Linked DNA regions of Sus scrofa: regions 1, 2 and 4 are each linked to region 3. The links are chromatin contacts, called in public Hi-C maps. All regions are on one chromosome and are shown on one strand. Each heading gives the region's core, a stretch centred on a gene start, on an enhancer-like site or on the middle of the called end of the contact. The rest is flanking DNA. Distances are from core to core; before and after follow the strand shown.

Evidence for each region. Hi-C and Micro-C count contacts between places; a contact is called where the count stands out from the background.
Region 1: a Hi-C map of fetal skeletal muscle shows a contact between it and region 3, with 1.7 times the contacts expected there. The contact joins the promoter of ANKRD42 here to the promoter of PCF11 in region 3. A contact is called at or near these places in 13 of 47 Hi-C or Micro-C datasets (alveolar macrophages, blood, brain and 9 more) and 2 of 2 datasets of contacts at active chromatin or transcription factors (alveolar macrophages and skeletal muscle).
Region 2: a Hi-C map of liver shows a contact between it and region 3, with 2.8 times the contacts expected there. The contact joins the enhancer-like site here to the promoter of PCF11 in region 3. A contact is called at or near these places in 10 of 47 Hi-C or Micro-C datasets (adipocytes, alveolar macrophages, blood and 4 more) and 2 of 2 datasets of contacts at active chromatin or transcription factors (alveolar macrophages and skeletal muscle).
Region 4: a Hi-C map of liver shows a contact between it and region 3, with 7 times the contacts expected there. The contact joins the enhancer-like site here to the promoter of PCF11 in region 3. A contact is called at or near these places in 1 of 5 promoter capture datasets (liver), 5 of 47 Hi-C or Micro-C datasets (adipocytes, fibroblasts and liver) and 1 of 2 datasets of contacts at active chromatin or transcription factors (alveolar macrophages).

What each region holds. Positions count from the first base shown.
Region 1 is chr9:17,332,762-17,335,461 of Sscrofa11.1, forward strand. ANKRD42 (ankyrin repeat domain-containing protein 42) reads left to right here and starts at 1,289. Exons shown (of 12, transcript XM_021062582.1): 1 at 1,289-2,278. The coding sequence starts at 2,221.
Region 2 is chr9:17,240,051-17,242,750 of Sscrofa11.1, forward strand. No RefSeq gene overlaps it. Among named protein-coding and RNA genes, the nearest start is that of RAB30, 19 kb to the left of the region's middle. Within about 2 kb of position 1,446, at least 13 of the 83 cell types and tissues checked have an H3K27ac peak or open chromatin away from gene starts, as enhancers often do. A contact at or near this core is called in fetal liver and liver, where this site is marked.
Region 3 is chr9:17,296,487-17,299,186 of Sscrofa11.1, forward strand. It overlaps PCF11 (pre-mRNA cleavage complex 2 protein Pcf11), which reads left to right and starts at 1,383. Exons shown (of 16, transcript XM_021062577.1): 1 at 1,383-1,881. The coding sequence starts at 1,690.
Region 4 is chr9:17,262,679-17,265,378 of Sscrofa11.1, forward strand. No RefSeq gene overlaps it. Among named protein-coding and RNA genes, the nearest start is that of PCF11, 34 kb to the right of the region's middle. Within about 2 kb of position 1,318, at least 6 of the 83 cell types and tissues checked have an H3K27ac peak or open chromatin away from gene starts, as enhancers often do. A contact at or near this core is called in alveolar macrophages and liver, where this site is marked.

The DNA of each region.
Region 1 (2,700 bases), core at 39-2,538, 36 kb after region 3:
GTATGTACAACAAAACTCCAAGAACTAGGATGGGGAAGTTCCCTTGTAGTGCAGCCGGTTAAGGATCTACTGTTGCCCCAACTGTGATGTGGGTTTGATCCCTGGCTGGGGAACTTCCACATGCCATTGGTATGCCCCTCCCACAAAAGGTCTAGTTGGAAACCTAATTTAGGGACTTACTACTTAGTAGCTGTGTATGATCAGGCAATTAACTTTGGTGCATCTATCTGTAGAAATGAACAGTAATACTATCCAGGTAGTTTATGTTAAAGATTAGACAAGAAAACACAAAGCATTTGCCAGACTCAGGAACGCAACAAATGGAAACTATTGTTATAAAAGGCTAAAGAACGGTATTTGCCGTACTTCAAGAAAGGAAAGGCAGGGGTCAAGGGAATTTCCCAAATGTGTTCACAAAACAAAATTTGTCGGAAGGCAGTAAGGATGGGAAAAAACAGGGTGAGAGAAGAATCAAGGTGGGTGATGCTCTTGGAGGGCAGAGAATTCTAATTTCTCTAATTTCAATTGCTAGCGCAAAACCTGACCCATATACTTGCTATAAACATCAATGGAAGAACATACCTTAAGCAACAGGGTTGAAGAAAACAATCTGGGCCAAACTGCTGAAAGTAAACATTTTATAGTGAAAGGAACCTTGGAATCACGACACCTGGTGCGGTCTTTCGACCAATGACCGGTGTTTTATACTGGCTTTACAACTTACCTGCTGTTCAGCCTTAGCAATAATTACTGATACCTTGAATCTCCTCACCTGTAAAATGGAGATTACACCTACCTTACAAAATTAGTGTGAGAATTGGTACCAAGCGATTATCAACGAGCCTGGCAGTAGTAAAACCCAATAATGTTAGCGCTGCAGCTGCTAACTTCTCCTTTAGAGCTGTTTTCCATACTTATGAAATGAAAGGGTAAAGACACATTTTCTCCAATGCTCCAACCAGCACTAGATTTGCGAAGGACGAAAGGCCCCGCCCGGCCAGCGGCACACACACTCAGGTCACCTACGCCGACTGCAGTCCTGAAGCCTCCACCTGCGTCGCCGAGCCATGGCGGGCCCAGCGGATGCCTGGCCATTACACAGATAGGGTCTAGACAGAAGGGGGGTGAAACTGAGTGGAATTTCACCAAACACGAATCCACACCACCATCTCTAGAGGCGAAGCCCCGGAATAAAAAGGGGAGGGAGCTAAAGCGGAGAAAGCGCGAGAGAGCGGGGAGGCCGGAAGTGACGCACGGCCACGAGGAACCGGAAATGACCGCAGCACGCCGGAAATTCATTCGTTTCCAAGGCATCGGCTTCAACACAGCTCCAGCCGGGTAGCTGGAGTCGGGACGCTGGAAAGCGACTGGGAGAAGAGGGTACCCGCCGACGGCGGTCGCCGCCACAGCGAGTCGCGGGGAGTAGCAGCCGAAGACGGCGGCCGCCGCACCAGCCATCGCGTGTGGAGGATAAAAGGCCACCACGGCGACCAGTCCAGGGAAAGGGTTAGTCGTAGAGAAGACAGTGACCACCGCTGCAGGGTCTCGACGGGAAGAGTAAGTGAAGATGTCGGCTTCTCCCGCAATGATTCGAGAAGAGTCAGTGAAGACCTGGGTCACCGCCGCAGTGTCTCTCAGGAGAGAGTCAGGAGAGGTGGTAGCCACCGTCCCAGCAACTCTTGGGAGAGAGTAAGGGGAGACCGCAGCAGCGACGTGAGTTTAAGTGAAGTCGGAAGCCACCCCACTAGTGACTCTGGGGGAACCGTCAGAGAAGACCGCGAACTCTGCCTCAGTGGGACTTGGGAGGTGATCAGGGAGGTCCGGGGCCCCCGAACCAGCGACTCCGGGGAGAGAGGCAGTGACGACCGGAGCCATTGCCTCAGCGGCTCCTGGGACGGCGGGAGTGTGGATGGCGGTCGCAGCCTCAGCAGTTCCTGGGAAGGGGTAAGTGAAGACCGCGGCTACGTGGCCAGCGAATCCTCTGCGCTAAGCGTCCGCGAAGACGCCAACCACCGCCGCTTCTGGGACAGAGAAAGTGAAGACGAAGGTTCCCGCTGCCTGGGCACCTGGGAGGGATCGACGCAGGACGGCGGCCCCGGGCCTACAGACGAAGAGGAAGACAGCCGCTGCTGCAGTGGTTCGTGGGTCACAGCAAGCGAAGACCGCCGCAGCAGTAGAGGCCTGGACTCAACTCCTCCCCGGAGTCCAGGGGATCACACCATGCCTGGGGTGTCCGATTCAGGCCCCTCCACCTCCTCCACGGAAACTGCGACCCCATGTGAGTCAGACAACTTCGCTGGTCCTTGTCTGCCACACACCTTTTCTCACTTCAGCCCCACGGGAGCCTTCGCTCCTTCTGGCCATTCCCTTTCTCACCTGCCACCCCTCATGACCCCTAATTGACCTATTTTTAGTGTCCTAAAGCTGTTCACCTGGCCCGCATTCTAACTCACTTCAGCTGTCCTTACTTTCCATCTGCCCCGCATTCTTGAGACTTCTTTCCCAGCTGACATCAACTCTTGTTAAAATTAATGGACCCTTTTAAGTTCCTGGCATCTCTGCAGCATTTGACTCCGTGGATATTATTATATTATATATTGGACTTACCTAATTTTCTTCCTTTGACTCTATTGACTCTCCCTTATCTGTCTATCTTTCTCTCTATCCATCTATCCATTCATTCATGCATGCTGACTTTTC
Region 2 (2,700 bases), core at 196-2,695, 56 kb before region 3:
AAAGGAACTAACAGTTGAGGCCCTACTACGTGTTAGGCAGTTTATACATGCCTATCTTCTATAGGTCACTGAGATAAGTAGATAGGTAGACATCACAAAGGAAGCCCATTTGTCTTGATAACAAAAAAAGGAGAAAAACCCATGCCATAACTCATTGCAATTATTCAGAATATTTGTTTTACATGTTCTTCAGTATGAGAGAACAGACAGCATAGTTCCTGTACACAGTAAGTGGCAGATGTTTGCTGAATGAATAGGGATTTAATTCATGCCCTAGAAAGGGGTTTTCTGGGCCCATGGCCCTTTAAGAATTTTAGAAAATCTATGGACCCATCTAGGATGTCACCTCTCCCATTACACACAGAAAGAAATAGCTAAGTCCCTCTCCCTGTGCTAATCACCTCCACAGTGCATTTGTGCAAAACCCATACTTTTGGAATATATTCAGCCCCTTTGCAGTCTGTTCATGTGCTTGAGTAAGAACTCAGCCCTGGAAACATCTCTGGATATCTAAGCAGCTTAGGCACATAATCCATTAACTTGTGCTTATAGTACTGTATAGTGCTACCATCCTTTATTAGTCCTTTATAGATTTGAGAAAATTACTCCATGCCTCTTGATTATTCATCGCAGTCATGTTCGGTTTTCTTTCTATGAGCAGAAATTGTATCCAGCTTGCTTTTAGGCTGTGCTATAACCAAAAGATCAGCATTATATTTTTCATCTTTTTAAGGTGTTTGAATTAGAGGTTATATAATTTTACAGATGAAGAAATTGAAGTTTGTCCCAAAGGTTATTTTATGTTAGTAACATATCTCTGCTTTCTGGATGGAATGATTTTTTTTTTTAAACATCTCTATTCAGAAACCCACTTAAAACAATTAGGTTGGTATGCTCATCTGAAGTTCTATCTGGGTAGAGAAAAGTGATGAAAAAATTATCCTTGTCTCACAGTTGAGGAGAATGACTTGTAAAACAAACATTCTAAATCCAAAATGGAATTGTAACTACCCCATAAAGTTCTAAGGGTCAAATTGGTTAAATGCCTTGTAAACAATAAAGTTTCTAAACACATCTAGCCATTACCTTTATATAAAATTCTTCAGGGCCCAGTAAACTGTAACCAGAGAAAATATTTGGATGCTTACCTAATCTCCCAATAGTATTGTTCCCTTTTTCATGATAGCAAGACTGCAACTAACCCAGGCCTGTGATGGAAGAAACTCAAGTTGTTTGCTAGTACTATTAAACTAAAACAGAGAGGGAGTTTCTTGATCAAATGGATCAATGTTTTGAGCACTTACTATCTGCCAAGGACTTTTTAACTAACCCAGGAACTTTCTAGATGAAGAGTAATTGAGTTTCCACTGTTCACTCACCCTAGGCTACAGTTAGAGGTAATATTTGAGTGCTTGCCTTAAGCAAAGGCACTGTTCCAAGAGCATTACATTCATCCCATCTGTGTGTTTCTCAATCTTTATAACAACTCCATAAACTGTTGCTAATATTGTCTCACTTATTTATCAATGAGAAAACTGAAATTTAAAGAGGTTAGGCAATTTGCCCAGCAACATTGCAAAGCTGAGACTTTGAACCTTGGCCGATTTGACCCCAAAATCAGTATTTCATTCTAATCCACTACCAAAGCTTCCAGCATTAATTGCCACTAATACTATTGTCACTTATGAAGTAAGTGTAGCCGTCCATGGCGGGAATGGTGGGGAGTCAGTAAGGAGGGATACTAGGGGGTGTTGCTATGCAATTTCTGAAAGAAGTGGTGCCTTTCCCCACAAGTTTCTTGTGATATCAGGTTGGAAGGATAAAAAGATTGAAGGAGGTGGCGCGGTTGACTCTGTCCAGGAAGTGATTACATCTGAGCCACAGGCCCTTTTGCCCGTCAGCTGACTCAGAGCTGGGGGATTGGCCAAAGCCCAGGCAGGTTGATTTCATGGGCGGTGTACTTCAAAGGATCTGATTCCTGGCACTGCTGTGGACATTGTTTTTCAGAAGGCACAGCCTTGTGGGAGAAGGAACAGGATAATCTCCAAGAAGTGTTTGCAGAAGGCCTAGACAGTGATTTCTCTAAATCCAGATATATTATAGCTTGTTCTGGGTTTGGCAGTAAAAACCACAGGGCCAGGCCTGAGCATGGCTGAAAATTGGTATTAAATCTTAAGTATTCTGCAGTAAATAAGCAATTAAGGAATTCCCATCGTGGCTCAGTGGAAACGAATCTTAACTAGCATCCATAAGGACTCGGGTTCAATCCATAGCCTCTCTAAGTGGGTTGAGGATCTGGTGTTGTGGTGGTCTGTGGTGTATGTTGCAGACTCAGCTCGGATCCCATGTGGCTGTGGCTGTGGCGTGGGCCGGTGGCTACAGCACCAATTTGACCCTTAGCCTGAGAACCTCCATGTACCACAGGTGTGCCCCCACCCCAAAAAAAGACAATAAGCAGTTAAAAACATGGGCCCTATAGTAGATGGACCTGGATTCCAATCTTGGTTCCACCACTCAACTGTAGATAAGGCCTGAGTATTCTCATGTGGGATTAAGGTAGTACCTGCTTTATATAATTGCTTGTGAAGATTAAATGAGTATAAAGCATATACCATAGTACCTAAGATGTAGCAAATACCCTGAAATATTAGTCATTATTATTTAGAGAAAAGTGTTAGAATCACAGGGCTTAAACAAAAT
Region 3 (2,700 bases), core at 133-2,632:
CCCAGGCTTTACCTCTCATTCATATGTGGTATCACATTAAGAATAAATGAAAAATAAATGTGAACAAAATCTTGTACACTTTAAATATGTGCAGTTTATCGTATCTCAATTACTTTCAATAAAGCTCCTAAAAACCCAGAAACAAAACAAAAATAAGTGAAAATGTTACTTTTTATGGGAAAATAAAGGAATTACTTCATTTATTTCCTAAGAGCGATTTCTTCTGAGGAACAAAAAAGTATCTCTACTGAGCCTAGTAGCCTAAGAAGGACAATGAAGCACATTTTACGTAATTAATATCTAATTTTTTTAGCCTAAATTTAGTTTACTATCTCAATGAGAAAAATACCTTTTTAGTTTAATGTTTTATGTTGCAGCTTCAAGGCAGAACTATTTGAAAGCTTTGTGTTTTGAGAGCATCATTTCCAAGCTCCAAAAAGGGATTTTAGAAACCTTGGAAAAGATCCCTACAAGTAAAATACGTAATTCTTCCTATTTGACCCAAATTGCATATTCTAAGGGTGTTTCGAGGTGCAGAAGATCGAGAGAGAAGAGTTATCACGCTCCGGGGTGGGTGTGGCTGTTGTGAGCAACCTTTCCTAGAGCTGAGTGGGCTTCCCAAAGATTTCCTGAAAACCCTTATGGAAAAGCCTTACACACACACACACACACACACACACACACGCACCCCTTCTAAATAAAGGCATTTTCCTAGGGGTTCAACTCTAGAAAGCTGGCGGAGGTGTTTTTGTTTGTGGAAGTGGCAAGCAGTGTATTAAAGCTGACTCTAGTGGTCCTTCTCAAGGTTCCGGTTGAAACCGGCGCCTCCCTCCAGGTCTCAATCCCAGGCCGGGTATGTGGGCCGCGGCAGCAGGACCCGCCCAGGCTCTCGGGAGCACCTGAGTCGAAGAGGGGGGGCGGGGCCGGCCAAAAGCCTCCTCCTCGCTCAACCCCCACCCCGCTCAGGGGCCGCCCGGCAGGCGGAAGGGAGGATGATTGACGGAGCAGCTCAGCTGCTAGGACGTTGCAGAGGGAGGGTCGAAGTGGAGCCGCTGAGCTTTCTTGTTAAACTGGTTGGGTTTTGCCTCGGGAACAGCCTCCCTCAGGACTATTGGCCTCCCTGAGTGGGTTGTTATGGTAACAAATGACCGAACAGTCCCTTATGAATCCGCCAATGAGAGGGGCAGTCTTTTCCACCCCACCTCTAAGCCGTAAGTGTTGCGAAAGTCCGGGTAGGATCCCGACAAGAAGGCGGTGCCAGAACGTTCAGCGGAAGGGCTGTGGGCGGGGCTTGTGACGTTTCAGGACTAGCCAATCACGCCCGGCTTTATCAACGGCCCCGCCCTTTTACCGCACATTTCCCCTCCCCTAGCTCATTTCGCACGACGCAGCGGTTGGGAACACAGACATTTTCGGAGCTGGAGCCGCCACTGCCGCCGCCATTTTGTGTCTGTGGAGAAAGAAGCGTCTGTGGCGGCTGGAAGTGGACGGAGACCACCCGTGAGACGGCGGCGTTTCATACCCGAGGTTCCCCCTGTGTCGTCCCCCAACCCCCCTCCGCGGTCAGCATGTGGTGAAGCCGGAGCCGCGAGAGACCAGGGGAGAGGAAGAGGAGTCGGAAGGGAGGCGGGGTATCGAGAGCGGCTTCAGCTTCAGCTGCGGCGGGCCTCGGAGGGGGGCCGCGGCGCAATGTCAGAGCAGACGCCGGCCGAGGCCGGTACTGCGGGGGCCCGGGAGGACGCCTGTCGGGATTATCAGTCATCACTCGAAGACCTGACCTTCAATAGCAAACCGCACATCAATATGCTGACCATTCTAGCCGAGGAGAACCTGCCCTTCGCCAAGGAGATCGTCTCTCTCATCGAGGCCCAAACCGCCAAGGTTTTTATACACCCCGCAGCCTCCTATTCTTCTAATACTCCCTGATTTTAGTGTCAGCCTCATCCCAGGTCTCGCTTCCGTCCAAAGGGGGACAGTGTTCCTCCTCTCCAACCCCCCCCCCCAACTCAGGTTCGGTCTTTGGCCCAGGCTTCGAGCGTGGGCCTCGCTTGAAGGGAGGGAGTGGGGAGGATAAAGGGTGGAGTTCCACTTCCGCTTACCAGCTCCCTATTTAGGCCACCGCACCGTCTGTCCCGAGGCACACGCTTTAAGTAGAGCCGTTTGGGGAGGGGGGAGGCTTAAAAGGCAGTTTGCGATGTGGGAAAGTAAGTGTTAAAACCTTTCTAACCCCCTGGGAAGGTGGGGAGTGGATCTTCCTCCGTGCCCCCCGCCCCCGTACCCTTTTGGGTAATTGTGTCTGTGGGTTGGAAGGAGGTGAAGGGGGACCTGGGAGCGAGCTGTTGGCGGGTGGGAATAGGGCACTGGCCCCGAGTGGAGCAGCCGCCTGTTAGGAGCCCAACATGGCGCCTGAAAAGCACATGATGCGAAAGGGAAGAGAGGAGAATCCATTCCCTGCCAGCCAGGCAGCTGCTCACACCCGTCAGCCCCGTTTTGGGGTGGGGGCGGCTAGGTATAACTAGTATTCTCCTGTCGGAGGGTCTCATTTGCCCCCAAATACGGGAAATTGGGGTTGAGGGTGGGGCGTGGGGGTGGGGGTGGGGAGGAGATCTTACCCAACCTGTAGGTGGAGAACCGGCCCACTGGGTAACAAGTACTTGTAGGTTTTTTTTTGAAAAGTTCAGTCCCTCCTCCTCTTCCTTT
Region 4 (2,700 bases), core at 68-2,567, 34 kb before region 3:
GAGATGGCATTGCTCATCTCTAACAGAGGGCTAAACTTATGATGGATGAGATAGACTATCTGGCCATGGTCCCTGTGTAATTAAGAAGCAGAAGGAATATGAGCCTGGTCCTACCTAGTGCCAGCTCCCTGCAGCCTGCCTTGGAAATACCTTAATTGAGAAAAATACCCCATTTTATTCTGAGTATGACTCTGCATGTTTGTGCTCTTTTCCCTCTAGACTGGAAGCTTCTTGAAAGCAAGAGCCATTTATCACTTTATCATCACCTCCTATCACAATGGCTGGTATGTGGTAACTACTCAGTAAAAGTGTGTTGACATCAACAGGTAGATGATTTTTTTTTTTTTAGCAATTGGATATTTATGATATGTAAATGCTAGAACCTGCCATCTTTTCCAAAAGGTAGACTATTTTTTTTTTCTTTTTGTCTTTTTGCCATTTTTGGGGCTGCTCCGGCGGCACATGGGAGGTTCCCAGGCTAGGGGTCTAATTGGAGCTGTAACCACCAGTCTATGCCAGGGTCACAGCAACGCAGGATCCGAGCCACGTCTGCAACCTACACCAGAGCTGACGGCAACGCCGGATCGTTAACCCACTGAGCAAGGCCAGGGACCGAACCCGCAACCTCATGGTTCCTAATCGGATTCGTTAACTACTGCGCCACGATGGGAAGTCCCAACTATTTTGAATTCTGTCTTCATTATACCAAGCAATTTAAAAAGGGGGGAAATAGGATTGTAATGGTAACACTGTAGCCGCAGAATTCATTGCAAGCTGTTTTCTTTGATGTTTGGTTTTCCAGTGCATAAGAGAATAGTTTAAATAAAAAGTTCTAAAAACATGTGCCTCTCCACAGAGCTGAGAAGATAAAGCTTGAGAGTGACCCTGTGGATTATCGTGTGAAACATTTCACTGGATGCCTCTTGTTTCAAGCTCCATTTGGACTGCTCTGAGCATGAGTTGCTGGCTTCAAGCCTATTTGTGCCTGGAGGATATCTGCCCCATGTCAGAGGATTTCTGGCCCTATTACCTGCCTCTGAGATGTGCAAACACTATGCTCACTGCAATGCTTCCAGCCTTTGGAAAATTGTGGTATTTAGACTTTCCAGAGTATTCAGCAACTCCTAAAAGGCATTTGTTCAAAGCCAAACTAAAAGTTACTAGAAATTTTCCAAAATAGTGCTTCAAGCAATGCTTTGTTTACTGAATCTATAAAAAAGGTTTCTTAGAGAAATCTTTTATTGGTCTCAATTTCCCAGCTTCTCTGGTGGTATGAGTCAACCAGTTTCAAACAAGGGTTGAGGGGACAGGATGTGGTTTGGGCCTATCAACTGAAACTTAGGCTTGTTAACTTGGAATCTCAGAGAATTCTTTTCTTGGCATCACCTGGGCAAAGCAGATAAGTAATGAAAATAGCAGTCTGAAAGCAGGCTGACCAGAGTTTGAAACTAGGTTCTGTCAACAACTGGTCATGTGAGGTTGGGTAAATTACCTAACTTCTTTGAGGTTCTTTGTCCTCATTTTGCAATGTTGTGGTAACAATTTGATAGATCATCATCAACACACTTCCAGGCATGCAGTAGGTGCTCCGTAAGTCTTGTTGAGTAAAATAAATTGAATAACATACTTAAGATGACAGGCATATAGAGGAGTTTGATAAATATTAATTTCCTCCCTACTCTCTGCCCTTCTCACTTTCATTTCAGGCTATATGTCGCCCTTATTTTTCCCCTTCAAGTTTACTCCCAAGGGTCACCAAAGACTTTTTTTTTTTTTTTTTTTTGTCTTTTTAGGACTGTACCAGCGGCTTATGGAGGTTCCCAGGCTAGGGGTCAAATCTGAGCTGTAGCTGCTGGCTTGCACCACATCCATAGCAACATGGGATCTGAGCAGCATCTGCAAACTACACCATAGCTCACAGCAATACTGGATCCTTAGCCCATTGAGCAAAGTCAGGGATCAAACCTGCGTCCTCATGGATGCTAGTCAGATTTGTTTCTGCTGAGCCACCTGGGAACTCCCACCAAAGACTATTTTTAACTAGAGAAAAGTAATTAAGGAAAAAAAGGAGCATGCAGTGGAAATGTATTCACTTTAACTTCCAAGAATAAATCTGGCTAATGCTGTTGATCAGAGAAAAAAAAAAAAAAAGATTTTTGGCTACATCTGTGGCATGCGGAAGTTCCTGGGCGAGGGATCAAACCTGAGCCACAGTAGCAACCCAAGCCACTGCAGTGACAATGCCAGATCCTTAGCCTGCTGGGCAACAAGAGAACTCTGAGAATTGTTAATTTTAGTTTTAAACACTGTTCATAGTTGCAAAATGAATTAGTCACTTATTTTCCTTGTCAGCTTGGGCAATTAACCAGTCTGATCCTCAATATGCTTATCTGTGAGATATGGCTAATAAGAGTATACACCTCATGATTTTTGTAAGGATTGAATTAAATAATCACTCTGCTTACAATGGTGCCTGGTCTAGGGCTCACTTTCAACAAATTGTAGCTACTATCATCATCATCTCACTTAATATAACCTCACAAGGCAGGTACCACTACCGCCTCTATCTTACAGACAAGGAAACAGAATCTTAGATGATATTTAAGCTAAATGTTTAGCTTATCACCTGGAAAATATTAAAAGCTTAAAGTATGTGAGCTTAAAAAAAAATGAGGCATTCTCTTGTGGAACAGTGGGTTA